Regions from separate parts of the Mus musculus genome. Here region 2 is linked to region 1. Evidence: chromatin contacts called from public promoter capture Hi-C data. All regions are on one chromosome and are shown on one strand. Each heading gives the region's core, a stretch centred on a gene start, on an enhancer-like site or on the middle of the called end of the contact. The rest is flanking DNA. Distances are from core to core; before and after follow the strand shown.

Region 1 (2,700 bases), core at 95-2,594:
CTGACACAAAATGCTCAATGGCAAAAGAATGAGTCTAATTTTGTTGCATACACAGCACAGAAAAGAAACAAAGTTACAGACAAGCCCCCAAAATAGCCAAGGGCCAGGATCACAGGATACCTATAAGAGACACAATTAAACGGATTTCCCTTTGAATATATAGACCTCACTGTTACAGATACAACTCCCAAAAGAAGAAACGCCGGATATATATATTCTCTGCACCCCCTCCCCAAACTAACTAAGTTGGGGTCGATCAGTAACAAGCCTGCTTCCTGATAAGGATCAGAGGTCAGATACAGACCCCAAGGATAAAAACCATATTCACTTTCTTTCTCCGCGCTTGTCACCCTCATTCCCACCACATAAATGAATAGAGGCCGCAGCCAGAGTATTTCCCCGTGGATAGTTAAGTAACAAGGGCAGTCAGCACAACCCTCCTCTAAGAACACCCCCCGCAAAGTCGCAAACACGCGCGTTTCAAAAGATAAAAAGTTCGGTGGGCAAATACAGTAAGTCACAGTACCCCACTCCCATCTGTCTCTCCCTTCCCCCAACCCGCGTGCACCCATCCCGCGTCCCAATCGCGCACGCGCTTTTGCTTTCATAAGAAAAAAGCTGGGGTGGGGGACCATACCCCCTCTTCAGGTGCAGGCTGTGCAGGCATCCCTCAGCTCTGTGCGAACTCCGAGGGTACAGTCCGTCCCCGCGCCTCTTCTATGCACACCGGCCCTCTCCCCCTCCCACGCGCCCAGCTCCTTTACCTCCGATCCCACGACCCGCAACGGCGCTCACCTTCTCGGCCCGGGCTGTCAAGGGAGGGCTCCCAGGCATCACCTCCGCCCGCCACCACCTCCTTCAGAACTGTTAGTTCAAATGGGAGCCAATGCATGCAACTACCAAGTCCAAGACTGGGAGCAAAAAGGAGGAAAGGGGGAGGGGAGACGCGACCGACGCGTTGCCCTCCCAAGGAAACTCGGTGCCACCTCCTCCTAGCCGGCCACAGTCACCAACACAAAATGGCGACGAGAAGAGAGCCGGCGATCCGACCACCATCCACCTACTAAGGGAGCGCGCTCTGGCCGGCCTTGACGATTGGTTGCCGGTCACCATTGGCTGGCCCTGGCATTCTCTGATTGGCAAGCATATGCTACCTCCCCATTCCCTGTGAGAACGGCCCAGGAGTCCAGAAAAAAGAGTAGCTATTGGCTACCCCTAAGAGGCCCGCTCTTTAGAAGCTTGCTGTCCTTTGAAGTTGAAAGACAACTAGAAGCTCCACCTCTTTCCCTACAGGGCCATCTAGATGTCACCGCTTTCTTCTTACGAAGAAAATGAACAGACCTCTCAAAAACAACTCTCTCCCAGACTAACAGAAATGATAACGTTGATTCGGTAGCGACACGGCGTGGGAGGCAAAATAGAGTCCGCACCTCGCCGAACTCGTAAACAAACTTAGGCCGGGGATCTATTTAGCAAGGTAAGGGCGGAGCGACAAAAATCGCGCTGGGATCAACCGCAGCTGCGCACATTGTATTTCCGTCTCCCTCCCCCCCCCCGCCCCCCAGGACTCCGCAGTACAAGCTGTCATGGCGGCCCGACTGTTAAGCTTGTATGGTCGCTGCCTGTCAGCAGCGGGGGCGATGAGAGGGCTCCCGGCTGCTCGCGTTCGCTGGGAGTCCTCCAGGGCTGTAATCGCCCCATCCGGTGTGGAGAAAAAGCGGCAACGAGAACCGACCATGCAGTGGCAGGAGGACCCAGAACCCGAGGACGAAAACGTCTACGCGAAGGTGAGAGGGAGGGGGGAAAACGGGACGCTGTAGGGGCCAATCTGGACCAGGGAAACCAGTGTCAAAGCGGACATTCTCCGGCCCGAGATTTGAGCAGTGGACAAAATCTTCGAATATTCAGAAATTTTGCCTAGCTTGTTTTTCTCTTTCGTTGCCTTATTTGCAGTCAGAAATCACACTGAAAGAGGGCAGCACCCAAAGCATGTTAGAAACTTTATAATTAGGGTAATACTAAACTCTAAGGTAACACGTGCATAATGCCAGGCTGTGCTAGACACTTTGTATCTATTTACTCATCTCAATTCTAAAGTAGCGTGATTTTGAAGTAGGCACTATAACTGTTACTGAAGTAGGCACTGTAACTGTTACAGTGACATAGATGAGGATACTAAAACACAAGTTGCTAGCCCAAGATCACAGCTTGAGTAGGTCATGGAGCTGATTATTTGCATTCAGGACTGAATTCCTGTGCTTTATGGAGAGCAGAGATTCTGGAGTCAGACATCTTGGGTTGAAAATTATTCACTTGTATGACCTTGGACAAGTAATTTAATCTCTTGGTGCCTCGGTTTCTTTGTAAAGTGAGAAAAGTACTAGGAAAGCTAAGAAAAACACACCTGCTTCATATGAGTCAGAATGGTCACTGCAGCTCTTACCACTTACTTCAGAAGTACTCCAAATTAGAAGGTGTTTATTATTGCCATTTCCACTCTACTGAGGATATTGTGAGGTTTGTGTTTTTGAAAAGGCCTAGTATATTCAACATTAACATCTGATTGAAGATCTTAAATTATTATAGGGTCCTATAGAATAAGTGGACCCATAGGAAATTGCCAATATCCAAACATTTTTTTAATCTTTATAAATAGCACTTTCCAAGGATGAAACTTAACAGACAGGGTGAGCACTCCCA
Region 2 (2,700 bases), core at 132-2,631, 440 kb before region 1:
TGCTTTAGACAACCCTAGCCTTGCCTTTTAGCATCAATCATAGCTTTTGAGACTCTTGCCTCTTTAGGACCAGTCACAGCAGTCCCTGGGCTGGGCCAGCTGGGGGAAAATATTCCCCTTCAAGTTGCAGGATGTTCTTGAGTTCTCCAAGTTTTGTGGTAGCAAAAGCTGTGGTACAAACGTGGGCAGTGGTGGCGCTCGCCTTTAATCCCAGCACTTGGGAGGCAGAGGCAGGCGGATTTCTGAGTTCGAGGCCAGCCTAGTCTACAGAGTGAGTTCCAAGAAGGACAGCCAGGACTACACAGAAAAACCCTGTCTCGAAAAACAACAAAACAAAACAAAGCTGTGGTAAAAACTCCCAACTAAGCCATTTCGAGGTTGTGCTGCCACCTGCTGCAGCCATCACTTGCCACCAAACAGGGAGAAAAAAAAAATTGCCAAAGACCAGTGACTGAAAATCTTTTACCCTGCCCACTAATCCTGTCTGGGAAAAGGCCCCCAGCCAGCTGTTGGGTAACACGAAGAGGTGAGGGTTTTATTTGGGCTATCCTGCACCATTTTAAAAGAATAGTTTTTTATTGAATACACTGCAGGGGTGCAGTGAAGTGGGCGGTAACTAACTGCTTGTAGATTTATATGTAATTTTAAGCTCGGTATACAATGTTAGGTTGCTCCGTCTGTTTTAATAAATAAAATATGATGCCCTGTCTCTGGTTTAGAAAGTCCTATACCATGTAGTCAATAACCACACCTTCTCATTCCCAGCACAATGACTGCTTTCTCTGGAAAGGTGAAGGCATTGTCAGCCACCACTTAAAACACTACTTTTCCCACTGTGTGGCCCTCTATGGCAGTAAATTCTTAAGTTTGTTGTTTGAATTGTCTTATGGTCCTTTAGATACTAAAATGCAAACTCCCAGTACTAGACAAAAGGATGGAGCCAAGGCTTTTCCCTAAACTGGTATTCAAATCACTTAAAGAGGTCGCAGGCCTGCATTGTCTTGTTAATTACACCTGTACCCTGTGGCTACTCTCTGAATTCACCACAGGAATTCGTCCTTGTTTTAATAATTTTCTTAATTGGACCCTCCCATTTTCTGCTGTATCAAAAAAAAATGGCGCCTGACGTCCTTAGAAACTGCTAATTTCTGCAAAACAAACACCAGCTTTGTCAGGAGACTCGGGAGTATAAAAGAAACAGTGGATGCCGTTTGTTTTTTTTGTTTTTTGTTTTTTTTTTCCTAATCGGTGACATCACCGACGCGGCCCACTACCCTCTGCGCCTGCGTTGAGCCTGGTCGCCTTTGCGCGCCATGTTGACTATTGGCGGATGCTGTCTCAAAGGCAAACCTGAGCATGCGTAGAACAAACCGCTGTCCTAAGTTTAGGCGACAGAGACAGCTAGTTGGTCCGATGCGGAAGTGCTTTTCCAGGCCGTTTACGGAAAGGTCTACTCAACACCCTGCAAAAAATCTGGTTGAGTAAAGATGAGGGTCTGTGTTAGACTGGGGTCGCGAGCTGAGTGGTGGGTAGTTCTAAGTGGAGGGAGGTTCGGGTATGTCATTGATGCGAGAGACTGGGAGATGGGATGATGGGGGCTTGAGAGATGAGTAAACGGGGGTCTGCGGACTTAATAGTGGACAAAGTTATGAGGCTAGTTAGGATTAAGTGAGTCGTACTAAACTTTAGCTTTTACACATTTTCTAGCACAGTGATCCCCTCTTTAGATGCGCCCCCTTGTTTCCGTCTTCCAGTGTACAGCTCGCAGGAATCATGGGGAAGAGTGCTGGATTAAATCAGCATTTAAAGACTTCTTTACAGCACCTGAGCTAAACAGCCCCAGTGAGGGAGGTGAGAGAAAAAGGAAAACAAGCAGACAAAAAACGTCATCTGTAGAGCCTTAGCGGCCTTTGGACATTTGGAGGTCTGAGGAGGGATAGACAGGTACCATTTGAATAATAGGTAGAGGCTTATGTTTTAGAGTGTAATAAATAGCATTTGAGTTAAGAATTAACTTGAGGCCGGGCGGTGGTGGCACACGCCTTTAATCCCAGCGCTTGGGAGGCAGAGGCAGGTGGATTTCTGAGTTCGAAGCCAGCCTGGTCTACAGAGTGAGTTCCAGGACAGCTAGGAGAAACCCTGTCTCGAAAAACCTAAATAAATAAAGAAATAAAGAATTAACTTGAAAATAGAGAAGAAAATAGGAGCTAATTTTCCCTTATTTAAATGTCCATTCTTAGACATTCAAGAGCTATATATCACTTAATAGTTAACATTTAATTTATATATTTAAAATGTATGCCTGCAGTTTTATATATCTTATTTAGAAATTTAATTTGGCTTAAGATATTTTTCTGAAACAGTTTTCTAAACTTTGAGTTACAAAATATGTAGATAATACGTGTGTAGTTCCATACATTTTTTAACAACTATAGAGCATTTCATCCTGAATTTCTATTTATTATCATATTACACATTTTCTATGATTGCTTTAGTTTGGCATTATTAAAATCTGTTCTATGTATCTCAGTGGTATAGTACTGGCTTAGCATGCACAGAGCCCTAGGAATAGATTCTATCAGTACTACAAGGAATTGTTGCTGCTGATGTGGTGGCACACTCCATTAATTCTAGTACTTGGGAGTTAAAAGCCAGCCAGGGCTACACAGAGAGATCCTGTCTCAAAACAAAACAAAACAA

The links. Promoter capture Hi-C pulls out the DNA fragments that hold promoters and counts their contacts.
Region 2: a promoter capture Hi-C map of erythroid cells shows a contact between it and region 1, with 64 times the contacts expected there. The contact joins the promoter of Zfp182 here to the promoter of Rbm10 in region 1. A contact is called at or near these places in 2 of 39 promoter capture datasets (erythroid cells and second pharyngeal arch cranial neural crest), 1 of 484 Hi-C or Micro-C datasets (CD4 T cells), 5 of 115 datasets of contacts at active chromatin or transcription factors (astrocytes, bone marrow-derived macrophages, effector CD8 T cells and 2 more) and 2 of 9 other capture datasets (adipose tissue and liver).

The regions. Positions count from the first base shown.
Region 1 is chrX:20,616,147-20,618,846 of GRCm38.p6, reverse strand. It overlaps Rbm10 (RNA binding motif protein 10), which reads right to left and starts at 1,344. Exons shown (of 24, transcript NM_145627.3): 1 at 796-1,344. It overlaps Ndufb11 (NADH:ubiquinone oxidoreductase subunit B11), which reads left to right and starts at 1,228. Exons shown (of 3, transcript NM_019435.5): 1 at 1,228-1,787. The coding sequence starts at 1,587.
Region 2 is chrX:21,060,719-21,063,418 of GRCm38.p6, reverse strand. Zfp182 (zinc finger protein 182) reads left to right here and starts at 1,381. Exons shown (of 5, transcript NM_001013387.2): 1 at 1,381-1,525.